3 separate regions of the Mus musculus genome follow, and all the other regions are linked to region 1. A link is a contact called in public HiChIP or PLAC-seq data. All regions are on one chromosome and are shown on one strand. The core of a region is the stretch at or near the end of the contact, and the rest is flanking DNA. Distances in the headings are between cores, read along the strand shown. Region 1 has its middle 45 kb from the start of Zfp281. Region 2 overlaps Platr22 (pluripotency associated transcript 22). Region 3 has its middle 10 kb from the start of Gm34056.

What was found. HiChIP or PLAC-seq counts read pairs in DNA pulled down with a chosen protein or histone mark.
Region 2: a contact with region 1 is called in a BATF HiChIP or PLAC-seq map of CD8 T cells, with 6 read pairs. The contact joins two enhancer-like sites. A contact is called at or near these places in 1 of 39 promoter capture datasets (the HPC-7 cell line), 1 of 15 datasets of contacts at CTCF or cohesin (CD8 T cells), 5 of 484 Hi-C or Micro-C datasets (the G1E-ER4 cell line, embryonic stem cells and nephron progenitors) and 14 of 115 datasets of contacts at active chromatin or transcription factors (CD8 T cells, T-cell acute lymphoblastic leukemia, bone marrow-derived macrophages and 7 more).
Region 3: a BATF HiChIP or PLAC-seq map of CD8 T cells shows a contact between it and region 1, with 11 read pairs. The contact joins two enhancer-like sites. A contact is called at or near these places in 1 of 15 datasets of contacts at CTCF or cohesin (CD8 T cells), 20 of 484 Hi-C or Micro-C datasets (CD4 T cells, CD8 T cells, the HPC-7 cell line and 9 more) and 15 of 115 datasets of contacts at active chromatin or transcription factors (CD8 T cells, the HPC-7 cell line, the SCID.adh cell line and 6 more).

The regions. Positions count from the first base shown.
Region 1 is chr1:136,577,964-136,581,985 of GRCm38.p6, forward strand. No RefSeq gene overlaps it. Among named protein-coding and RNA genes, the nearest start is that of Zfp281, 45 kb to the right of the region's middle. Within about 2 kb of position 1,643, at least 57 of the 459 cell types and tissues checked have an H3K27ac peak or open chromatin away from gene starts, as enhancers often do. A contact at or near this core is called in CD8 T cells, the SCID.adh cell line, bone marrow-derived macrophages and 2 more, where this site is marked.
Region 2 is chr1:136,705,360-136,709,381 of GRCm38.p6, forward strand. Platr22 (pluripotency associated transcript 22) reads left to right here. Exons shown (of 5, transcript NR_037986.1): 2 at 180-283. Among named protein-coding and RNA genes, the nearest start is that of Platr22, 11 kb to the left of the region's middle. Within about 2 kb of position 2,227, at least 73 of the 459 cell types and tissues checked have an H3K27ac peak or open chromatin away from gene starts, as enhancers often do. A contact at or near this core is called in CD8 T cells, where this site is marked.
Region 3 is chr1:136,670,834-136,674,855 of GRCm38.p6, forward strand. It overlaps Gm41958. Among named protein-coding and RNA genes, the nearest start is that of Gm34056, 10 kb to the left of the region's middle. Within about 2 kb of position 1,903, at least 63 of the 459 cell types and tissues checked have an H3K27ac peak or open chromatin away from gene starts, as enhancers often do. A contact at or near this core is called in CD8 T cells, the SCID.adh cell line, bone marrow-derived macrophages and 2 more, where this site is marked.

The DNA of each region.
Region 1 (4,022 bases), core at 393-2,892:
TGAGCGCTCTTGGCTATATCCCTCCAGCCACACGTTCAGGTTAAATGTGTGTACATCCTGGTGGCCAGAACATCTGTTTCTAGCTTGTTGTTCCTCTTGGCTGCCTTTCAATTGGATTTCCTCGAGCAGGTCCCAGGCTTGTCACCGCGGCCAGGGTCTGTTAAACATCACCACTGGTCCTACATTAAGTGGGAGGTTCAGGGCTAAGCTAATAACTTGCCTGCCTCTCTGACTGATCACAGGGATGCTCTCTGGGGCCACTTATCATGCGGGCTCCGTGGGGAGGGTACTCTTTGTCTGCACCTCTGGAATTGGCTTTGCTTCCCTCATTCCCAGAGTTACGGGTGGACAGACAGGGCTCACAGTCAGTGGCGAGGCTGTGTTTCGCTTTACCAATGCCTCCCCTGACAGGGGTCAAAAGGACTGTCTATCAAACACAACGCCTGCTGTGTCCTTCCTGTGTGAACTCTATGATAAGCCACGATCCTCTCTTCCTCTTCTTCATTCACTCTGAAAAGCAATCAAAAAGGAAGTACTGTTCCATGCAGTTTACAGGAACTCGGTGACTCTGGGGATGAAATTGTAACTTAACGTTCTGAATCTTGGTTATGATGCACCTCAATGAATGCACAGCTACAAAGCTCTGATGTTCATGGCACAGCCGTGTGTCATCTATAGCCAAGGGTGGTTGTAAAGATGCTTAGAAATACCTTTATGTGCCCTGAGGTTGGGCTGCACACCTTTGATCCCAGCCCTTGGGAGAAAGAGGCAGGAGGATCTCTGTGAGTTTGAGGCTAGCCTGGTCTACAGAGCGTGTTCCAGGACAGATAGACAGGAGTATACAGAGAAATCTTATCTGGAAAAAAGAAAAAGAAAGAAACACACACACACACACACACACACACACACACACACACAGAGAGAGAGAGAGAGAGAGAGAGACTTCATGCCATCCAATGGCTTCCACTTTTTAAGTGTTCCAGCTAACTTATAAAAAGAAACTGTCTAGGGCTGGAGAGATGGCTCAGCCATTAAAAGCACTATCTGCTCTTCCCGAGGTCCTGAGTTCAATTCCCAGCAACCACGTGGTGGCTCACAATCATCTGTAATGGGATCTGATGCTTCTGGGATGTCCAAAAACAGAGACAGTATACTCACATACATAAAATATATAAATCTTTTAAAAGGAGAAAAGAAAAAAAAAAAAAAAAGGAAGATGTCCAAGTCCGAGGGGAGAGAAAAAGGCACTTGGGGAGTTTGTCCCTTAGTAAGGATACAGATGGTCAATTCCATTCCCATTTCTGCTTTCCAGGTGGCTTCTAAGATAGCAAAGAAAGTTAGGTTCAGTCAGTTATAACCTGTAGTTGTTCCGGGTGATTCACAAACCAGGCATTTTCTGAGAGAAGCCGGCTCCTGCTGGCAAACCTGAGGACAATCCTTTCCCCGGGGCAGATGTTCACAGGAATTCCCCGCTTTTGTCAAACCTTGCCATGGTCCCTTGCAAGATGTGAGATGGATATAGGATAACTTCACCACCGGAATTCGAGGAGCGGGGCCGGGGGTACTGAAATGTGGCAACCCGGCAGGATGTGAGGGCTTTGCCGTGCACGTGAGAGTTTCTCTTCTGAAGAGGAGGCTGTAGCAGAGAGAGGGAAATAGATGTTATCGGGCTTCCCACTAACAGAAGGCATGAGCAAGCCCTCCGCGTCTTACTAACTGTGCCGGGTCAGATGGTTTGTTCTCATTTTCAGAGTCTGAAAGCACTTCCAAAAAAAAGAATCCAGTTTGTCAATAACGTCTGCCATTGGTTGGTATAGTGGCTATTCCTGGTTGTCAACTTGACAATATTTGGAATGAACTACAATCCGGAATTGGAAGGCTCACCAGTGACCCTTATCTGGAGGCTTGGAGATCCTTATCTGGATCTTGGTTTGAAGATCTTGAGCCATAGTGGCTATGGATTCCAGAAGATTGAATCTCCGAGTTTAAGGAACACACCCTTAATCTGGGCTACGCCTTTCATCTGGGATTAAAGGTGTGGTGGAACACACCTTTAATCTGGGCTCCACCTTCTGCTGGAGACAATATAAGGACATTGGAAGTAGGGAGTCTAGCTCTTGCTCTTGCTCCTTCGCCTGCTTGCTGCGTGAGACTGAGTAACTGCTAGATCCTTGGACTTCCATTCACAGCTGCGACTGAACCATTGTTGGGAATTGGGCTGCCGACTGTAAGTCATCAATAAATTCCTTTACTATTTAGAAATTATCCATAAGTTCTGTGACTCTAGAGAACCCTGACTAATACAGTTGGTTTTTTAAAGAGAAGGACTCCTCTGTTAAAATGGTTTGAGCTTTAAAGGACAGGATCAAAGAGAAACTGTTGAGTTTAGGGTGAGCATGACTTCGCTCTCAGGCAAGGAAAAGAAAAGCAGAAGCTATGGCCGCCGAGGTTAGTAGAGGGCTGGCCGTGGCTGGCAGAGATGGCATTTGGAGGCATCACCCGCATACTTTCCTGAATCCATGGGAGAATCCTACCTGTACCAGGTCTCTGCTGCTTTGTATTCACCAAGTGGAGACACTGAGGTGGTACAATCTCATCAGCTCAGCAAGCTTCCGTTTCTGTGTAAGAAAAATCTGAGATACGCCCGAGTTCTTCCTGTCCTCTCTTCAGCCCCTACTTCTTTGATTCTCTTATAAACAGAGGGAAATGTATTATATATAAATAAATGTAGAGTGGTGCTGAGAAAAACCTGGAAGCGGGTCTGGGAGTGGGTAAGAGCACTCGCTATAGCTTGAGGGCTGGAGTCCATATTCCCAAGACCCATTTTTAGAAGCTGGACATGTTTAGATGCATCTATAAAACACCCCTCCAAGTGCTTGAGAGAGTGAGGGGCTGGAAGACAGCAGCATAGCTCCAGGTTCTTCGAGCAACTTTGTCTCAAGAGCAAATAAGAGAGAGTGATTCAGCAGTGGACTTGACTTCTTCCTCTGGCCTCCTACAACACCTGTGCATATAATATCCACACCACACCACACCACAGAGGGAGGGAGGGAGAGAGACAGAAAGAGGTAGAAAGGGAGAGAGAAGGAGACTCAGAAAGGCACACATACAGAGAGAGACAAACAGACAGACATACACACACATCATGTTTTTTTTTTTTTAATTAGAAAATTTGAAGAAAGAAGTGTCCACAGGATAAAAACCACCCAAAGGTGGAATCGTGTCAGTCCTTAGCTCTGCAGAAGTCCAAGAGTCTAGGGGCACAGGGACAAGGTGGCAGGGAGTGACTGCAGAAGGAAATACTGAACCAAGCCACAAATATGATCTAAATGACCCCAAGATCATCAGGCCTGTCTGACACAGGCTGAAGAGATGGCTCAGTGGTTACTCTTCCTGCAGAGGACCTGGGTTTGCCTCTCAGCACATACACGGTAACTTACGAATACCTGTAACTCCAGTTCCAGGGGATCTGACACCTTCTCCCACCCTACAAGGGTACCAAGCACACACATGACATACTTGCGTAATGTTCAGGTTGAGCACCTAAGCACATAAAAAAAATGACTACACAGCATGATGCTAAGTGAGCTGTGAGCCTCTGGTCTGTCCCCTTTCAGCTTGGACTGACGAAATGATCTGTAAGAAGGGCCACATAAAAACCCCATGACCAAATCAGGGTATTGTCAACATACATGAGGAGGAGGGGCTGGGTAGGGAAGACGTTCCCTCTGACCTGGCAAACGTCCCATTTTCTTTTTTTTTTTTTTTTTTCTTTAAAGATTTATTTATTGATTATATGTAAGTACACTGTAGCTGTCTTCAGACACTCCAGAAGAGGGCATCAGATCTCGTTACGGATGGTTGTGAGCCACCATGTGGTTGCTGGGATTTGAACTCCGGACCTTTGGAAGAACAGTCGGGTGCTCTTACCCACTGAGCCATCTCACCAGGCCCACGTCCCATTTTCATCTTTAAAGATATTTTGCTTTAAATGACTTAATGTACCGTCTATATAATTTGAT
Region 2 (4,022 bases), core at 977-3,476, 130 kb after region 1:
ATATATATAAACAGTATCCTTTGATCATATTTATCTTCCCATAGTGCCCTATTCTTTTTTTGTTTTATAGTCTTCACATATAAGAGAAACATACACAGTATATATATATATATATATATATATATATACATATATATGCATCTATATTATATTCATATGTAATTTTTCATGTTTTTCAGGTTACCCTGTAAGTCACCGTGTAGCTGAAGATGACCTTGAACTTCTAATCCTGGCTCTGCTCCCCATTTCTGGGATTATAGGCTTGGGCCACTACATTCCATTTGTGAGTTGGGGATTGAACCTACTACTTTTGTTTTTCTTTTTCTTTTTTTGAGACAGGGTCTCTCTGTGTAGCCCTGGCTGCCCTGGAACTCACTCTGTAGACCAGGCTGGCCTTGAACTCAGAAATCCGCCTGCCTCTGCCACCGGAGTACTGGGATTAAGGCGTAGCGCCACCACACCCGGCTGAACCTATTACTTTTTATAAACTACTAGGTAAGCATTCTCCCAGTGTGTCATGCCCCCATTGTTCTTTCTTTCTGAGCCTCATGTGGCCTAGGTTGGCCCCAAACCTACTGATAGAAGATGCTGACTCCTTATTCTCTCCTCCCTCCACTTTCTTAGGGCTGGTATTCCAAGAGCAGGCAGGTACACCCAGCCGTGAGTCAGGGCTGTTTCTCCTAACATGGTTAGAGATTTTTAGTTGCTATCAGATGGTTGGTTGGTTGATTTTAGACAGTCTTCTTTGTCTCTTGAACTGGCCTTCACCTGTACTTCTCTATGTAGCCCAGGCTGGCCTTGAATTCCCTCAGCCTGATTTGTTACTGAGATTTTTGTCTCTAGACTTGTCCCTTTTCCCTTTCTGAAGTGAGAAAGCAATGAGCATTGACTAAATAGCGAAACAGATATCTTCCTATTCAACAAGAACAAGAGAAACGGGGACAAAGGGAGGTTATAGATACGGTATCAAAAATGAGGGGAAGAAAGTGCTGGAGAGATGGATCAGCAGGTGAGGGCGTTAGCTATTCTTCCAGAAGACGCCAGTTCAAATTCCAGCACCCACATGGCAGCTCACAACTGTCTGTAACTCCAAGATCAGCACTCTCACACAGACATACATGCAGGCAAAACACCAATGCACATAAAATAAAGGTAAATTAAAAAAAAAGATTTTAAAAATGAGGTGCTGATAAGGGTGATGGGTAGTGAAGATATTTATTCATCTCTTTTCTGGGAACCTTAAGGCAGTCTCTTTTTGTTCCTTTTATAGTTCCCTGCCACGGTTACCATGGCAATTGTCAACAGGCATCGTGCTGGAGAGTATGCCATTTAGCCGGCAGATAGATTACAATGCGGTTAAATGTTGTCTGGCTGTTGCTCTGGTGGCCATTTTAGGTGCAGACAGTTTCTGCTCATACACTTTCCTGAAGCCCCGAACATTTTGTCCTCAAAATGCACTAAGATCAGAAACACAGTCAGGCTGTGCTTGGGGCGACAAAATAGGAGCCGTTTTCCTGCAGCAGGGCCATTTGGGTCAAGCCCACCTGCGGTAGGCTCTGCTCCATATTGAAAATCACCGCAGCTGATGGGATACATGTGCTATCTTGACTAGACTTTTTTCTAGGCAATGTTTGGATGGTACCCAGCACCTCATATGTTCAACAAATGCTCCCTCACACCATCCTGCCTAGTGTGCCTGAACCGCGCTCAGGAAACGAGTAATGTTGAGGAGTAAACCTATGATAAATGTGAGATTTTTGTTTGTTTGGTTTTGGTTGCTACTGAGCTAATTACTGGCTTTGGGATGGGGCCTGGGCACCGGGAAAGCGCAGGGAAGGAAGCGAGAGAGGCTGCAAATTTGTTACCAGTGATCAACTCAGTCACGAACTCAGTCATGCCTACGTAGTGAACATTCCACAAAGACCTGAGTTCGGAGAGCCATGAGATAGATGGCTGGCTGTTCTAAGCACCTGGAAGCTGGCTTTCCCTCAAACCCCTGTCTTGACTATGCCCTGAGCCCTGTGCGTCCCTTCATCTGTTACCTAGTTCTACAGTAAGCCAGCAAGCCTGTTTCCTTACTTGCAACACCAGCAGATTAGCCAAACAGGAGGAGGGAGGCACAGCTGGTGTGGTGGTTTGAAAGGAAATGACCTCCAGAGGCTCACAGGGCGTGGCCCTATGAGGAGGTGTGGCCTTGTTGGAGTAGGTGTGGCCTTTTTGAGGAGGTGTGTCACTGGGGGAAGGGGGAGGAGCTTTGAGTTTCAGAAGCTCAAGACAGGCTCAGTGTGGCTCTCTCTTCCGGCTGCCTGCCAATCCGGATGTAGAACTCTCAGCTACATCTCCTTCACCATTTCTGCCTGCATGCAGCCGCGCTTCCCACTATGACGATAACGGACCTCTGAATTGTAAGCCAGCCCCAACGAGACTTTTTCCTTCATAAGAGTTGCTGTGGTCACCACGGTGTCTCTTCCCAGGCACCGTGAGCCTGAATAGCACTGACTAGCACAGCTGAGTTGTAGTTGGTTAGAAGCACAACTCAAAAACGATCCATAGCGACTGGCACGGGATGTGGGGAGCCTGGGACCAAAGTGTCTTCAACGTGTGGGATCTGACACGGTGACCGGCTGAATGGTGTCATATCCAAAGTGAGTTGCAGGACTGAGCTGTTGTCTGATTCGGGGCCTACTCGTGACTGGCTGTATAGATCCTGCCCGCCTCCCCACCCCACCTGCACGCACCTGTTCACAGATGTTTTCCGTGATGATTGATGACTAAGCAGAGAAAGAACTTTGATTATTTTGTCCTCTCAGATAACCTCTAAATATGTCTCCCCTAGGGGGAGACAGTAGGGCCTTCAAGATGCTTTAGCAGGTAAAAGCCCTTGCTGGGCAGGGCTGACAAGCGGAGTTGGAGCCCTGGAACCCATATACAAGTGGAAGGATAAATCGTCCTGAAGCTGACCTCTGACCTCTACACGTGTGTCATGACACATTTGCACACTCTTCCCTTTATGACTTGAAAAAAAAAGTCAGGTGTCAAGAAGGAGTGGCTGCTGTTGGCACCCCCTTCTCTGCCCACCCTGGAGACAGGGTCTTACTGTGCAGCCTAGGCTGGTCTTGATCCCCCTGCCTCAGCATCGCAAGGATTACAGCTGATCCATCATGCCCAGCTTCCCCTTCCATTGTCTGAGGAAGCGGTTCTTCACCTGTGGTCGTATATCAGATATCCCACATATCAGATATTTATATTATGATTCATAACAGCAGCAAAATTACAGTCATAAAGTAGCAACGAAAATAATTTTATGGTTGGTGGTCACCACAATATGAAGTGTATTAAAGGGTAGCCGCATCAGGAAGGCTGAGAACCGCTGATCAGCGTTTGGACAACAAATTAAATAGTCAGCCAAGGTTTAAGGTGGGCTGTTCTGTTGTTGTTTGTTTTGTTTTAACATGGAAAGCCTTAGGGAGGCCCACCATTAGAGTCAAGCTGACCTACAGGGGAGAGCTGCAGATGTTCCCGCCCTTCCTCTGTAACAGCCGTTCTCAACCTTCCTAATGCCACGCCCCTTTGATACACTTCTAGAATCATATTGTGGTGACCCCCCTCAGCCACAAAATTACCTCACTGCTACTTCATAACTGTCGTTTTGCTACTGCTATGAGTTATAATGTAAGTATGCTTTCGGATGGTCTTAGATGACCCCTGTGAAAGGGGGTCGCGACTCACAGGTCGAGGGACACTGCTGTACAAGTGAGGCTGAAAGTTACTTTCAGAAAAAAGGCATGGCAGGAAGCTGAGGTGAAACTGAAGACGTGGGGAAGAAGAGAAGGGCGGTGTAGGTCACACAACAGTGACATGAGCTCTGGAGACAAGTCAGGCAGATTGGAGTGTGGATTCTGTCCCTTCACACTTGTATGACTGTGTCACGTTCATCTTTCACACAGTGCTAACAATGCTGTGGACATTGAGGATCACATGGGATTAACACACAGAGGTGACTGGTCCAGGCCTTGCACCAT
Region 3 (4,022 bases), core at 653-3,152, 93 kb after region 1:
GCCAGGAGCAGCCTGTCCTGTCTGCCTGGGCTGCTGGGGAATGATTGTCAGTGAATCGAGTTGTCTGTGGAGCCCCTGAGCAAATTCTCCCAGTGGCAGGTAAGACAAACTGACTTAGAACTGTAAGACCAGCGAGGGCTTTTTCCCTTTCAGCCCAGTTTGTGGGCTGTCACCTGACATGTCCCCCATCTTATGGAGATATTCAATGTTCTGCTCACTCGGAGTTTTCAGGTTGCTCCTTTAATGCTGGCATCTGTCAAACCCAGAGTCTCACTCTTAACAAGGAAGTACTGTACCCCTGAGCTGTCCAGCCCTGAGTCTTCGCGGTTTGTGAAGCCGTGCTATGTTATCTACAATGGAGACTTTACTCCAGATAGACCAGCTCCCGAAGGTGTTGCTGCTTGCTAGAGGCTGAGGCACTGTGGGGTGATTTCTTCTCCCCATGATAGCTTTTGAGTGGTGTATTTGCAGATCAAAACAAACAAAACCAAACCAGAACCGTGTCATCCATGACATCCTTTGTCCCCAGTCACTGACTGACTCCATTTTGCTTAAGTCTCTATGAAGCATCCACCCTGGAAGTAATATTACAACACTGCTAATATGTCCGGGCAATATTCCTGGGTGGACTTGTTTGGTCTACATATTTTTCATAAACAAGACAGTCTATGAGCTCAGGTTCTATCTGTGCCTGGCCTGCCTGGGCCAAAGGCTCTTTCTCCAGCTTTACTAACTGTTTAGCAAGTAGCTCAGCAGCTATAGTTTGGCTATGGTATTTCTAAGGTCGGGATAATGATAATACCTGCCTCATTGGGTGCTGAGGATTAAATAGGATACACACTTAAAAGGCTCACCTGAGCCTTGCACTTACAGAGCCCTCGGTTAAAGGTCTCGTAATTTCAGGTGTCGGGCTCAAATGTTGCCTGACTCCTAAGAGCTGGTGTGGGGTAAGATACCCCTGGGTATTCAGCGTCTCTCCTTCTCCCATGGGTGTTTTCCAGCGCTCAGTCTGTGGGACTTATTGACTAGTTCTTTCCCCCATGACAACGTGAACTCTCCGTGGATGGTCTTTTTATTCCGGTTTCAGGCCCCAAGGTTGCGCCTGGCATGCAATTGGCTTTGTTGAATGCCTCTCCGCTCCCAGCAACCTTGAGCTAGAGCATTCATTCTGGACAAAGCAATCACCCCTCCGCTTCTTCCCCTGGTTGTGCCCCATGGATTGGCGTTCCCTGTAATTCCATCTCCTGGGCTTCAGATGCCACCCTAAGCACAACTCTAGGGGGTGGGGGAAAACGGTAGTTCCTCCTCCTGTGCCCCAAGACGGACTGGTGAAGTGGGCCCTCGCCCAGTCTTCACCTACCCACTTAGAAACCTGAGAGCTAGCCTGTGGTCTCTGCCTACCACCATGTTGTCAGACTGCCTGATCCTGTTCAAGAATTTTGTACCCAGGAGCCTGGCCTCACTTTGTTTACACAGTGGCCCAGAGGGCAGATTCCTTCCATATAAAATAAACAAGGTGAAGTTTTAAAGAAGTTAGGGACTTGCCCAACAGCCCAGCAACCCACCTGCCTCCAAAGCTCCCAGAAGCAGGCCTCAGTTTGGTGTTAGTCTGGGATCTGTCCATCCTCTGCCCTGGGGTAGCGTTATCTTTCTAAATCCACATCCAGTCCTGAGGCCCTTCTGCATGAAGGCAGGGCAGCCTTGCTTGGTTCCTTTTAAGCCCTGTGTAGTATGCTGTATGCAGTTAGGTCTCCTCCTGGTCCCTACCTCCATCCACTGGTCCACATCCCCAGCAGCACATAAGCCCTTGCAGTCTTTTGTTAGAAGACTCTTCACACACTACCACAGACCCAGAATGCCCTGCTCTCCGCTTAGTGGAATCTTTTTGGTCCTTCCACGCTCTGCTTTATGAGCCACATCCTCTGTGGCGGCCTTCAAAGAGTGCCCGCCTTAGACTGCCACTCCCACTGGGGTTCCTCTGAGCTCTAATTCAAGTGAAAAGTTTCTGAGTCTGAAGCGGAGATGTGAAGATCTAGCCAGTAGATGATGGGATATCTATCGGATTAAGCAAATTCTAGAAGATGCCCCTTGCCCCTCCCCCACTGTACTGTGAAGCTCAGGGCAAGACTTTCTAAAAGTCTTCTGCCTACACCTGACATGCTGTCCAGTGTGCACAGTTATATGTTGACTGTATGAAGATGGTGAAGGCTTTTCTGTAGTTGGTAAGGGTTTTTTAATTTAATTTAATTTATTGTTATTAATTTTTTATTGAGGCAAGTTCTTATGTATCCCAGGTTGGACTTGAACTGGCACTGTTGCTGGGGATGATCGTGATGATGGTCCTTCTGTCTCTGTCTCCCAAGTGCTGGGATTACAGGTATATGCCAACACACCTGGTTTATTTAGTGCGGAGAATTTAACCCAGGGCCTCCTGGATGCTAGTTTAAGTCCTGCCTCCCCCTGCCTCAAATGGCTTTTCTCAAAAGACCGCCCAGAGTCAGCAGGTGAGCACCAGGCTTCCTCTTTCTGTTTTCCCTCCTGGACGCTTCTCTCAGCCTCTGGATCCTTATCTCCGATGGGGATAATAGTGGCTTCTTGCAGGGGCCTGGCTGCTGAGAAGATTACGGGAGTGAACTGAATGAAGGAAGTTGTTAGCAAACACAGGTCTGCCTGAGGAGTCTTTGTTACAGGCACAGAAATATGTGTGACTCATAACTAAAAAGGAACTGGAAAGGCAAGGTCATATTCTACAATAACCTTAAAGTTAGGATGTCATTGGGGATTTGTTTTGTTTTTAAATATTTTTAATTACATGCATATGTTTGTGCCTATGGGTTTGTGCACATGATTGTAATGCCTGTGGAGGCTGAAATTATTATATTATATTATATTATTTTATATTATATATTATGCTATTAGCAGCCAGAAAGGGATATTGGGAACTGAACTCACATCTCTCCAGGGACCCTCAGCCTGGATATTTTTTTTTAAGTTAGGATCTCACTTGTGTGCCCTGGTGGGCCTGAAAGGCACTATGCTGGCCTGTAGCTCAAATATCTGCTTTCCTCTGCTTCTGAAACACTGGGATTAAAGGCTTAGGGCACTATGCCTGACCTCTCCAGCCTGCCTTTTTAAAAAAAAAAAAAAATGTTTTTGAGTTAGGCACGGTAGTGCAAACCTTTAATCACAGTACTTAGAGGACAGAGGAAGGTGGATCTCTATGAGTTAGGAGCTTACCTGGTCTATATGGTGAGTTCCAGGCCAGCCAAAAGTGACTATGTCTCATAAACAAAGCCAAATACAAATACACACACACACCAACCAAATTCAAAACGCAAAGCTAGGAGATCATGGCGCACGCCTTTGCTCCCAGCACTCGTGAGGCGGAGGCAGGTGGATCTATGAGTTCGAGGCCAGCCTGGTTTGCAGAGTGAGTTCCAGGACAGCCAAGGATACAGAGGAACCCTGTTTTAAAAATTAAGACAAATTTTTACATCTGTCTGTTTTGTAAGTGTGTCTTTAGGGGGGAGGGGAGGCGTGTGCACATATGAAGGTTCGAGGACAATTCATGGGAGTCATCCTCTCCTACCCTGCCTTTCTTCAGGCACAGCAGCGAGCACCTTTCCCCAGTGATTTGTCCCACCAACCATCATTGGGGATTCTAAGAGTTAAGGCAATGGGAAATATTCTTGATATTTATTCTAGCTTGCAAGGCCTGGAAAGGCTGGTGCACAGCCAGTCAAATCCTGCCCCAAGCGTGCCGGAATCACCTGGTGAGTGTTTTAGATTGCAGGTCTCCACCCCAAAGCTCTTGAATCAGAATCAGGAATGATAAATGCGCCCTTCCAAAAGCTGCCCCTGTGGCTTTGATAGTCAGCAAGGATTGAGCACTGAGGGTCGTCGGTCCGCACACAGCTCAAAGAGCTGGCGCGCCACACTGAGAACTCCTCAGCATTTTTGATAAAAAGCACTCTCAGCACTTTCCCTGTGGTCTGCCGAGGGATAAACGGTACCGCTCAAAC